2 separate regions of the Mus musculus genome follow, and region 1 is linked to region 2. The links are chromatin contacts, called in public HiChIP or PLAC-seq maps. All regions are on one chromosome and are shown on one strand. Each heading gives the region's core, a stretch centred on a gene start, on an enhancer-like site or on the middle of the called end of the contact. The rest is flanking DNA. Distances are from core to core; before and after follow the strand shown.

Region 1 (6,304 bases), core at 3,577-6,076, 910 kb after region 2:
TTTGTTCTCCGCTTTGTTCTCCAAGGCCGCCAGAACCATGTGCTTGCCCTTTTCCTTCAGCTCCAGGTGCCGCCTCAGCTGCCGCCAGGAGCCCAGAGGGAAGCGGGTGGAAAGAGACAGGGCCTAAGTCTCCAGACAGGAGACAAGAGGAGCCAGGCCCTGAGGCTGGCTGGGGGAAGGGACACAGTGAGAAGTGGTAGGGCCAAGGCAAGAAATAGGACTGGGTAGAAATGTAGTTCAATCCTAGCTCTGCCCTAAGCCTGCTTTCCTCATCTGTAAAATGACAAAGGTCCTATTGCCCTCAAATGTGCTGTTGGGGAGCCTCCAAGACAGAGCAGTACCTCCCCAGGAGGCTTGGTCAGAGACCCTTTCCCCCTAGCCCAGTTTAGTCCTAAATCTGAGCAGGCTGCCCCTGACCCTAGTAGTCCCTCTCCCTAGAAAAATATCTTCCTACTCTCTCTCCTGTTCCACCCACCTCCAGGCTTCTTCCCTAGAAAGCATCCCATAGCCCCCTCTAGAGTCAACAGAGGCCATGTCACAACTTGACAGCTTAGGAAGTGAGGGAAAGAGGGGCTCTACAACGACAAGGGCTGACACTCAATCTTGGTCTTGCCTCTAGCCACCACTGCCTCACTCAGTCTCACAGCTCTAAAGTAGCCACCTTTCCCAAGTACAGAATCTCCCCTGCTGCTGGAATTGCTGCCCTGGACTGGCTGAACTCTTACCTCATCAGCCATCTGCGTGAGGTCCCGCTTCATTGCATACGCATCTTCCCCATCTGCATAGTATTTGGGCTCCACTTCGCTGATCCTGGGGGTAGGATCAAGACACATGCCTAGGGGCAAATTCTCCTGGTTCTTAGGCTACTGGGGTAAATGTCATCTCCCCCATAGAACCTTTGTAGAGGCAAAAAGCCAGTGTGAATGGGCTTCTCCTTTTTGTTTTTCATTTGAATGAACTCTTGTCCAACTGCTGTGATAGTTATCTCTGCTTTTCCAGTGAAGCCGAGCAGCATGTAGCATCCAGGGTACTTCCCATTCCTAGACTTGCTACCACTTTGTCCCTAGCCTGACCAGCAAGGACTTGTGTTTTCAGTTGAAGCCCCTAGTTCTGCTTCTTCCTCTCCCTGACCTGCTTCTTATCATTTACTGAGCACATAGCCAGTTCCTCTGCTAGGAAAAAGGGACACTGTACCTGCATGTAGATAGTCAGCATAGACAACCTGGTTACTGACCAGATGGCTGAGGGAGGGGAGGGAGGTGTGTGTGCACACTTGAGTAGCCCTGACACTGGAAGGGAAGCCCTTTGATGACCTAGGAAGGTTCCTTGCCAGTCTTCAGAGGTACATGTTGGGTATCTTCCTCAGTTGCTTTCCACCTTATTTTTATTTTTTCAAAATAGGGTCTCTCACTGAATCTGGAACTTGTCCATTCAACTAGGCTGGTTGATTAGTGAACCCCAGGGACTCTCTTGTCTTAACCTCTTCAGCACTAGGATAACAGGTGCGGGGCACTGTATATGGCTTTTATGCATGGGTGCTAGGGATCAAACACACGTCCTCACAATTAAGCTTAATTGAGACAGGGTCTTGCTATGTGGTTGAGACTAACCTGGAACTCACTATGCTGGAACTCCAAGCCATAGTCGTCTACTTTGAGTGCAGAGATTAAGAGGCGTGTGTTACCATACCCAGCTGGAAACTGCTGACTTAGCAGCTAAAGCAGTTCCTGTTGCAGAGGCGTCTTAACTACGTCAAAGAGCCCTCCATGAATCTGGATGTAGAACCCAGAAAAGCTGAAGACTACTACCCTGTCCCAATGGTGTCATCTTCACTGGACACCCTCCAAGTCTAGTGTGGTTCAGTGGTTTCTCAAGTTAGTCTACTCCAGCCCCATTTTCCAGTAGCACTAGGTACTACCAAGTCCTCTCTTCATGGAGATGCCCATGTTTGCAGTAGACCTGCCCTCAGCCACCAGAACACTCAGAGCACTAGTTCCCTCATTGCTTTTGCTCATGGCTCCTTTTCCCTGCTGTCCCCTTTCATCTGTTATTACATGCTTCCTGGAGCCAGCCACTTCTCAGCCTTTGCTCATGCTCTAGCTTACCTTTCGTTACTCCTAAACCAGCACTAAGAAGCCCTGTGTGTTCTTTACCACACTGCCCTTCACCAATCTCACTAGCACCAAGCCACTCCTCCTCTACGAAGCATATGTTGGACCCTCCTCTACCACACACACAAATAGGTGCTTTCTTCAGGTTTGCTTGTCAGTGAATAGCCAATGAGTATACTGAAAGCCTCCCAGCAGTGTCTAGAGTCCCTCCACCCCTTTCATCCCAGCCAACTGGGTGGATCATGCCACTTAAAAAAGTCTTGATCTACTTACTGAAAGTTGAGGGTGTTGGAATAGAGATGCAGGGCGGCCCTGTTACTGCAGGGGAATAAGGCATTGGTCAGCATCACAAACTTGTCAACCTGACAGGTCATATCCTGCCCTTCTTCCTTGTCCCTCTCCCCTTTCCCACTAATACTATTTCCCATATTCTTATGAAGGCAGTAAACCCCAGAACCACTATCAATCGGGTACCCCTTCCTCCCCACTTCCCAGCATTGCCCTTTCCCCCAACTTGGCTTCCACCTCTTCCTGACATGCAGGGAGACGTATTTGGCATTGAAGTTCTCTATCATGGCTCGAGAGGCCTGGTCCATCAGCTTCTGAGCCAGGCCAAGGCGCCGGTGGGAACGCTTCACAGCCTGAGAGAAGAAGATTGGGTACAAGTCCGACCACTGTGGCTCCTTCAATTATCTCCAGTCTACCTCTACCAAACCCTCAGTAGTTATACTCACCAGTGAGGTGATATGTCCATGGGGCACATCGTCTGGGTCCTCTTCCCTAGAAGAGAAAGCTAGAAAGGAGCCTGGCATGGGTGCCATCTATCTGGGATACCTGTGCACACAGGTGCTCAGACTCTTTGTGGCTACAGCATCCCAGATCCAAAAAGAAGAGAACTAGGAACTTCTGAATCAGAATAGCCAATCATGACCCCCTCAAAGCCCCACGCTACACCTATCAGATATTTGCAGTGTCAACAGATCACCCTGCAATAGATGCCCACAAAAAGAGTAATGCTGATTGCAGAGCATTACGTGAGGGGAGCCAGTTTGAAAGAGCTATAAGCTACTATTTCAACTCTACATCATTATGAAAAGATGACCCTGTTGTACGAGGTTGAGGGAGGGATGGCTACTTTTTAAAGGTAAACTCTTTAATTGTCCAATTCAGAGAGTGTGCAACACATACAGAAACACAACAATGAAAACAGGAATCTGCTTAATGAAATCTGTATTGGTTTCTCACTTTTTTTTTTTTTTTTTTTTGGTTTTTCCAGACAGGGTGTCTCTGTGTAGCCCTGGCTGTCCTGGAACTCACTCTGTAGACCAGGCTGACCTCAAACTCAGAAATCCACCTGCCTCTGCCTCCCGAGTGCCGAGATTAAAGGCGTGCGCCACCACAGCCGGCAGGTTTCTCACTTCTAACAAGTGTACCATACATGGTAGTTAGAGAACAAACGTGGAGGAGGAGTGTATGGGAAAACTCTGTACCCTCTGCTCAATTTTTCTGTCAGCTTCGAGCTTCCCTACAAATCTGTTAATTAAAACAACATTCATAGCAAGCTGGCCATAGTTAAATCTCAGCATTAAGAAGGCTCAGCATGAAGACTACTATAAGTTTGAGGTTAGCCTGAGTGAGCACCAATCTGGACAACAGAGAATGCCTCTCAAACTAATTCACCGCTTCCCATTCCCTTCTCCAAAGCTTTTGTCCTTCTTAACATTAGTGTCTTTTCTTTCTCCTTGGTGACTCACATTTTAGCCAAGACGTAGCCCACAATCTTCCCATTCTCATCCTCAGCAATGTAAGAAAGCTGGTGACAGAAAGGAAAAGGACGTCATGTAGTGCAGGCAACAGGACAGAGCTCACTGCCAGCCTCCACTCTGTGGAGCCTAGTTTCTATACACACCCTTTCATTTGCCAGGCTTCTCCATCAACCAGAGCCTCAGGTTCTTATACCCTTGCCCACTGCGTTTGCTCACTCGGATCCATGTTTCCCTCCTGTTGCACCCTACACCCCTACAAAACGCAAAAGCTGCCCACCTGGGGCCAAGAGAGGCCATGATAGAAATAGTACTTCATCTGGTAGTTCTCCGGCAGGCAGAGAAGGTTGCAGTGCTGCATGTTCATCAGGTCTTCGGGCTGCATGAGAGTGGGATACGGTTAGTCCAGGGCTGCAATGACTAAGAGGGCCACACACGTCGATCTCTGGGTCTCCCCTTTCCCCGGGGCAGGGCACAGTTGCTACTATACGACTTTGCACAAGCCCTGTTTCCATGCGGCATGCAAAACGTGCCAGTTCCAGGACTGAGTAATAGTGTCCAAAGGTTGTGGAGCCCACTCAATGAGATCTGAATTAGGAAACGCGGGATAAACGCGAGATGTTTAAAGCAGGCTGCAGCAGCCTTAAGGTCCGGCGTCGGCAGACCTACAGGACCAAAGCACCAGGTCCCTCGATAACATGCTCACACGGTCACCCCGTAAGGCGCCCACTCGGTGCGGACAGGCTGGCTCCCCGTCACCTCACCCTAGCATTGCGGATGTTCATCGCGGCGGCGGCGGAGCTCGCGGGTCCTTGTGGGTCGTGAACGCGTGCACTCGGCGGCCACTTAGAAGCAGGGAAAGGACGATAGGAGCTTGGACTGGGGCCAGGATCCTGGGACGGCGGCGGAAAAGGCGGACCGCTCCGACCTGCCTGCAGCGGAAGTACCCAGCTATAGGACCCGCCTCCGAACTGCACAACCAATGAGCGTGGCACTTAGAGATAATTGGGCGTGATGGATCAGCGCCCAAGGTGGTGCGTTTGAAGCCACAGCGAAGACCTTTCAAGGCGGGAAGTGTGGGCAATAGTTGTACCCTCCCTCGGAGCCCACAGAGGCGCGCACACAAGCATGTGGAACAGGGTCATCTTTATTTCGAGCCTTCATGGGTAGAGACAGCGGGCGAGGAGTCGAGGGGGGCGGGCTCAAGGCGTTGGAGTAGGGCTCCTAGAATCTGCTCGCACATGGCCAGGCACCGCGGCACATGGAAGCAGCCTGTGGGGAGAATGAACCCCGGGGTAGGGAGGATCCGGCGAGCCGGGTGCCACAAACCCCTACAGTCTCGCCCCGTTCCTCGCTCACCTTTAAAAGGACCTCCCTTGATGGTGAGGGCCACCTTTCCCTCTTGGTTCAGGTAGCCAAACCATTCCCCATACTCAGGATCACGAAACTAGAATAAAGAGACAATGACAGTTCGTGTCTGGTAGGACCCACTCGAATGTCACCGGTTGAGGAAGGGGCCCTCGCTGTCCCTTTTGCACCGGTACCAATGGTTAGAGTAAAAAGCGCAGTTTCACAAATCAGTACTTTTAGTGGACCGTATCCTGGAAAAAGATGAAAGCTGTGGGTAGTAGGCAGTTTGCCTTAGCATGTAACCTGATGGGGGGAGGGGTTGCAGGCTGTGTGCTGCTACACTGAGAGAACAGGTGTTCTATATTCAGTTGTGGTTTGTTAGATAACACTTAAAATTGAAAATTTTAAAAATGGATACATTTTACCTTATCTGAATTTTTTTTTTTTTTTTTTTTTTTTTTGAGAATCCTAAACCGGGCGGTGGTGGCGCACGCCTTTAATCCCAGCACTCCGGAGGCAGAGGCAGGCGGATTTCTGAGTTCGAGACCAGCCTGGTCTACAGGACAGTCAAGGGCTATACAGAGAAACCCTGTCTCGAAAAACCAAAAAAATTAAAAATAAATAAAAATAATAAAAAGAATCCTAGATTGACGTTTCAGCAAACTTTACAACTAGTGACTTCCCTGGAGTTCATGTCATCTACTTCACAGGCCTTTAGTCTAAAAGATCTTTGGATTACAAGCAGAGACACATAGCTCCTGTCCTTGCGTACCAAGGTTTTTATTATGACTCACAGTCTTTCCTTTAGCCCTATGTAATGGGGCATGCCCTTAGTCCCAGTCCTCAGGAGGCAAAGTCTTGACACATTTCTATAAGGTTCATGCCAACCTGGTCTTCTGCCTGTCTTGACCATAGGTTCTGAACACATCTCTCACTTCTTTTGAACCTGTCCAGTGTGTCTGATGCTTCAGATATGGGGAGCAGCAGCTCAGGTGGCTGGACAGACCCATTCATTGTACACCCCATTATTCTTTCACTGAGGCTTTTCACCTCCACAAAATATAGCCCAGATCCTTATCC
Region 2 (5,742 bases), core at 737-3,236:
TGGTGGCTTTCTTTTGGACTGTTCATTGGCATCATCCTTCCATTTGTTTTACATGAAGCTAAACCTTAAACTCATTTGCAAAATAACATGAAGTATCTTTCTAGATTTGTAGGATTTAGTGCAGTCTGTTACAGTTATCTCACTTATACTAGTTTGAAGTTTGATTTTGTATGTATATGTGGGTGTACATGTGTATGCATGTCTGTGTGTATGTTCACATGGGTATGCTCCTGTGTGTGTGTGTGTGTGTGTTTATGTGTGTCTGTGTGTTTGTGTATGCGCATGTGTGTCAAGACCAGAGATCAACTTCTAGTGTCATTCCTTAGGCACCATACATCGTGTTTTGTGAGACAGGATCTCTTATCAGGACCTAGGATTTAACATGTTCCAAAGCATAGAGTAGTTGAAGACTAATGAGTGAGGAGACTGGATCAGGGCCGTGTTCCATATAATGAAATTTTATCAGGTTTTAATCCAAAGAAGAACGGCTGTGGTTTATAGACTTAAAGATGAATAGGTATTTGAATTTTAACACCACACTACAGTCACCTTTTACATTAAATCATATGCTGGGAGGTGGTGTGGAAAATGGATCTGTAAGCTACAGGCCTTGTTATGCACCTTTTTTTTTCTTTTAAATTTTACTAACGATTAGAACTGAGGAAAATAATAGCTGATGATAGCTACAGTATGTTGTTTTTATGTACTTTACAGTTGCCTCAATAACCCTGTGAGATGGGTAAATGGGGAAACAAACAGGTTAAGTGATTTATCCAAAACCATACCCGTGGTAGCTGAGAGCTAATGAACAGCCTCAAGGAGAAACCTTCTGAGAAACTTGAGCAAGCTAGTTGATGAAATGTGTTTGAAGGCTAATGTCTCCTTCCAGCTGGTGTACTTAATCTGGTGTTATTCCCCAAGCCAAGAAAGATTTCTGATTGTGCAATTTGATAGAGGAGAAAACTTGGGTCCACACATGTGATGAGCAAATAGGAATAAACTCTAAATCTGCCCTACTGCAGAGCTCAGGCCCAGATAGTAACATTGCTCTAATATTTACCCGTTTGAAAAATCAAAGCAAACATTTCTGATGACACTGTTTAATAACTGGCTATGTTTGGATTGTTTTTTTTCCCATTTAAATTAAAAAAATTATATGTATAAGTGTTTTGCCTGCACATGTATGTTTTTGCACACCACCCATTTGCCACGTCAGTGGTGGCCAGTAGAGAGAGGACAGTGGATCCTCGGAGACTAGAGTTAGAGATTGTTTCTAGCTGTATGTGGGTGCTTGTAATAAAACTTAAGATTTCTAAAGAGTACACACTGCTCTTAACTGCTGAACCATCTTTCTAGCCCTTCATCTGGGGAAATATTAATAACAAGAGTTCTTGAGATTTTTGTTTAATTTCCTGAAGGTATGTCTCCAGCGTTTTTCTTAAGCATTTCAATTTCCTCTCTTCTCCAGTATACACTGGAGATGGCAGCTCTCAATCAGAGGTTTGTCCTGCCCACCCCTACCCTCTTGCGTCATACAGTAGTAACCGAAGATTTTTTGGGTTGCCACAACCGAGGGTGGCTTCTAAAGGCTAAAAATCATGGATGCTGCTAAACGACCTATAGTGACAGGTGATATTAGTGCCTCATTCTCAACACACACAGTATTATTATCCAGACAAAAACGTTAATATTAATATTGACAAGCCTTGCTCTAGCAACTTATGTTCACTTGGGGGAACACACACACACTGAGGAGTGTGTCAGCATAGATCTAGTCAGACTGCCGCAGACAGGCACCACGAATACGGACGCATGCACCCGTGACTGCAGCAGATTTCTGTTGCGCAGGCAGATTTGGATCGCTCCTGCGGGGGGGGGGCGGGGAGGGAAGGGGGGAGGGGGCGCATGCGCATGAGTAAGCTAGCCAGCTCCAGGGTAAGAATACACCTACTCGCGCGGCCATTTCCTGCAGCCGCTAGCTCAGGCTGAGGTGCCCGCTATGAAAGGAGAGTACAAAATGGCTGCTCCAGAGACCAGCTTCTAAGGGGCTCCTCCTGAGGCAGTGCTAGCTCCAGCCACGAGATGGCGCTGGAGGATCACAAATGGTCCCTGTTGCGCCAGTGCACTCCCGTTACCCATCCCCCTACTAGTAATGTCAGAGGGCGGTTGACTACAGTAGCCTACTTAGGAGTGACCAAACCCAAGGATAGTCCCCTTTCCTTTGATAAACAGTGGTTGATGGGCTTGAGGACAGACCCAGGTGACAAAGTTAATGTAAATGTCAGAAGCCTTAGGAGCTTTACCCAGTGTTCATTTGATTGTGCAAAGTGGACTAAATGCAGGGATTCTTGAGCTTGAATTTAAGCCCAAGGTAACTTTATGGGACCCTTGGATCACTCAGCTCTTACATGAACAATAATGGAAATAGTTTCCACCATAGACAGTTCAAAGAGTTAAATGGGTTTACATATGTAAAGCATGCAGGACACTGAGGAGTGTGTACAAAATATTATCAAATGCTACATTTATTCTTTATTTTATTTTATTTTATTTTACTTTTAATTTATTTTTTACACTCCATGTTCCATTCCCTGCTCCCCCCATCCACCCTCCAACTGCTCCATATCCCATACCTCCTCCCCACCCCACTCTGTCTCCACGTGGATGTCTCTACCCCACCCCACCTGAGCTCTAAACTCCCTGGGGCCTCCAGTCTCTTGAGGGTTAGGTGCATCATCTCTGAATGAACACAGACCTGGAAGTTCTCTGCTGTATGTGTGTTGGGGGCCTCATATCAGCTGGTGTATGTTGCCTGTTTGGTGGTCCAGTGTCTGAGAGATCTTGGAGGTCCAGATTAATTGAGACTTGCTGGTCCTCCTACAGGATCGCTCTTCTCCTCAGCTTCTTTCAGCCTTCCCTAATTCAACAACAGGGGACAGCTGCTTCTGTCCATTGGTTGGGTGCAAATATCTGCATCTGACTCAGCTGCTTGTTGGGTCCTTCGGAGGGCAGTCATGATAGGTCCCTTTTTGTGAGTGCTCCATAGCCTCAGTAATCAAATGCTACCTTTATAAAACCTTCAAGATAGATAAAGTTCTGCCAATTTTTTTTTTTGTTGTTTATTCAGTCATTTGATAGCACACCGTCTTACCTTTTTCCTTCAAAGTTTTGGTATCACATGTTAAATCTAAGACTTAGATTGTTTTCTTCTTTGTTGTGTTGCAAGTGTGGATTTTTTCTAGTTTGTATTTGACACACGAAGGTGAGTGTTAGACATGTACTCAGTGCTGGCAACTGTGGTCAGGCAGCAGATTACATTGCGTAGAAAGTGGCATTGTCTTCTTGTGCAGTATGTAGTTAGGTCAAAAATTGGCAGTGGTTGCCTTAAGCTACCAGAGTCTGTGAAGGCTTCAGAGAATTCAACAGATATCACATCCTATGGGCCTCCTTCTCTCTCCCCACTCCAGTTTAGCAGTAGCTGAGGCCGAGTGGCAAGAAATTAAGATACTCCCTTCAGGATGTTATAGTGCACAGAAAGGCATCCTGTGAGGGTTTGACCAATATCTTTTTCATGACCTATAAAGGTTACAGCTGAAACTGCAGTTGCCCTGCTTCAAGGCCCAGGGTTTCCCCATATTGCCCTGCCTCCGAGCGGCTCTTTCTGAAGAACCTTGCCTCTGTTTACTCAGCACTACTTCCTGGCAGAGCTGGAACCAGCAGAGGAGTTTAGTATCCTCTTACCTGAGGCTGAAAACTTCAATTAGTTTTACAACCTAGTCCCTGAAAAGCATGGCCATCGCACATTCTTTTTGTTCTGCCAGCTTAGAGCCTCCCAGGGATGGTAGTCACTGATAATGGGTTTTTATTCTGTCCTTACCTCAGGAGTTCCCAGAGCACTGCAGGGAGGTTCTAAGATGATAAAATAAAGAGACAGGAGTAGTGATGAGAGATGAGTGCAACACCTTCTACTGTCTTTCCTGTGGCCCCCACCTTTGAGAGGACATTGCAGACAAACTGAGGAAGACATACCCTCCTCGATGGCCTCAGATGTAGCTCGAGCTGTTTATGTCAGTGCGGTAGCTTGTTTTTCTTACTCCAGGCCACTGCCTGGGTTCTCTGAATGTGCTCAGAATGTTGATACCCTGGTCCTGGGGCGGTGTTGACTGCTTTCTCGGGTTTGAGATGTTGGAATGGGACTGTGATCAACATAAGAAGTCTGCATGTTTCTTGGTGCATGAGGCAAGAGGCAAGTCTGTTTCCCAGAGCGTACATGGTAAGCTGCTAGGTTTGCTGAGGACTACTTTTCTTTATCCAGTGGTGGTGTCAAAGTATGACAGGGAGCATGAGTGACACGGACTGTGGGGAAGAGAGAAATGGAATGAAAAAGACAAGGAAGGACCACGCTTAAGAAAGCAAAAGAGAGAGTGAAGACAGTTTGTGTGTGTGTGTGTGTGTGTGTGTGTGTGTGTGTGTGTCTGCACGGGAATGATGGATACTGTGACTGTAACGAAAGGTAACTGTGAAGTATGGGCAGATTTTCAAACCTCCGCTCTCATTTGTGGTTCGGAGATTTTAAAGGGTACATAAAATCAATGACATAAAATTAGAAATGGAAATATCTAGGGGAACAAAGGGAATTAGTTGGAGGTGTGTGTAAAATGAGAGTCAAGGTATATGGGGGAAATATGTTCAGTGTACAAAATGCTTGTTTTAAATTGTCCTTATGTAACATAACACAGTGTACCAGGTACAATAAGAGACACAACAAAAACATTTTAAAATAAATTTTTACAAGAACAGCCTACGGATGCAGGAGAAAGTTCTGTGGTGTTTGGGGGAGTGAGGTTGAACTTAGGTTTGAAGGCTAAGGAAGATTTCCCCCAAACGACATGCTAATGAAGGCATTGCAGATTGAGGAAACCAGAGACCCGTCAAAGAGAGGTATATGGTGAGTGTCTTAGGGTTTTACTGCTGTGAACAGGCACCATGACCAAGGCAACTCTTATAAGGACAGCATTTAATTGGGGCTGGCTTACAGGTTCAGAAGTTCAGCCCATTATCATCAAGGTGGGAGCATGGCAGCATCCAGGCAGGCACAGTGCAAGAGGAACTGAGAATTCTACATCTTCATTTGAAGGTTGATAGTGGAAGACTGACTTCCAGGCAGCTAGGATGAGGGTCTTAAAGCGCACACCCACAGTGACACACCTACTCCAACAAGGCCACAGCTCCTACTAGTGCCACTCCCTGGGCTGAGCATATACAAACCATCACAGTGAGTGTAAATTTAGAGTGACTATAGGAAAGAAAAGCTAATTGGTGCCCTTGCCAGGAAGCCCTGAAAGGAAACTAAGCAGTCACTTACTCATGAGCTGGTGACTGCAAACTATATTCTGAAGAGCTGAAGGACCAGCGATGCTTTTCAATTAGGAGAGGAGTTCAAGAGGAGTTGCAGGACTGTCAGGCCAGGGAGGTGCACAGCAGCACGAGGCAGGTGGCTTGTACCGAACCTGCGGCTCAGACTGAGAGTGACCTGATAAGGCTGCAAGGGTTGCTGACTTTAACTAAAGACAATAGTGATGGAAAAGTAGTACCCAGGGATGCTTCCATATTTCTGTTTGGGGTGACAGGCTGGATGTTGAAAGGAACTAGCTGAGGATGAGGAAGTTAGAGGAGATGCTGTGCAGATGTGACAATATTAAGGTCATTGGGCCATGTTGACTCTGAAGCGCCTGTAGGAGA

The links. HiChIP or PLAC-seq counts read pairs in DNA pulled down with a chosen protein or histone mark.
Region 1: an H3K27ac HiChIP or PLAC-seq map of cardiomyocytes shows a contact between it and region 2, with 10 times the contacts expected there. The contact joins the promoter of Naa10 here to the enhancer-like site in region 2. A contact is called at or near these places in 4 of 39 promoter capture datasets (the SN4741 cell line, hippocampal neurons, liver and 1 more), 1 of 484 Hi-C or Micro-C datasets (forebrain), 12 of 115 datasets of contacts at active chromatin or transcription factors (the NIH/3T3 cell line, astrocytes, bone marrow-derived macrophages and 9 more) and 3 of 9 other capture datasets (adipose tissue, liver and pancreatic islet).

Annotation. Positions count from the first base shown.
Region 1 is chrX:73,917,118-73,923,421 of GRCm38.p6, forward strand. Naa10 (N(alpha)-acetyltransferase 10, NatA catalytic subunit) reads right to left here and starts at 4,827. Exons shown (of 8, transcript NM_019870.3): 1 at 4,639-4,827; 2 at 4,155-4,253; 3 at 3,866-3,924; 4 at 2,846-2,891; 5 at 2,637-2,752; 6 at 2,385-2,429; 7 at 726-810; 8 at 1-78. The coding sequence starts at 4,659. It overlaps Renbp (renin binding protein), which reads right to left. Exons shown (of 11, transcript NM_023132.3): 10 at 5,234-5,321; 11 at 5,004-5,146. The coding sequence ends at 5,022.
Region 2 is chrX:73,006,250-73,011,991 of GRCm38.p6, forward strand. All of the region lies in intron 12 of Zfp185 (zinc finger protein 185), which reads left to right. Among named protein-coding and RNA genes, the nearest start is that of Mir2137, 17 kb to the left of the region's middle. Within about 2 kb of position 1,987, at least 324 of the 459 cell types and tissues checked have an H3K27ac peak or open chromatin away from gene starts, as enhancers often do. A contact at or near this core is called in the NIH/3T3 cell line, the SN4741 cell line, adipose tissue and 12 more, where this site is marked.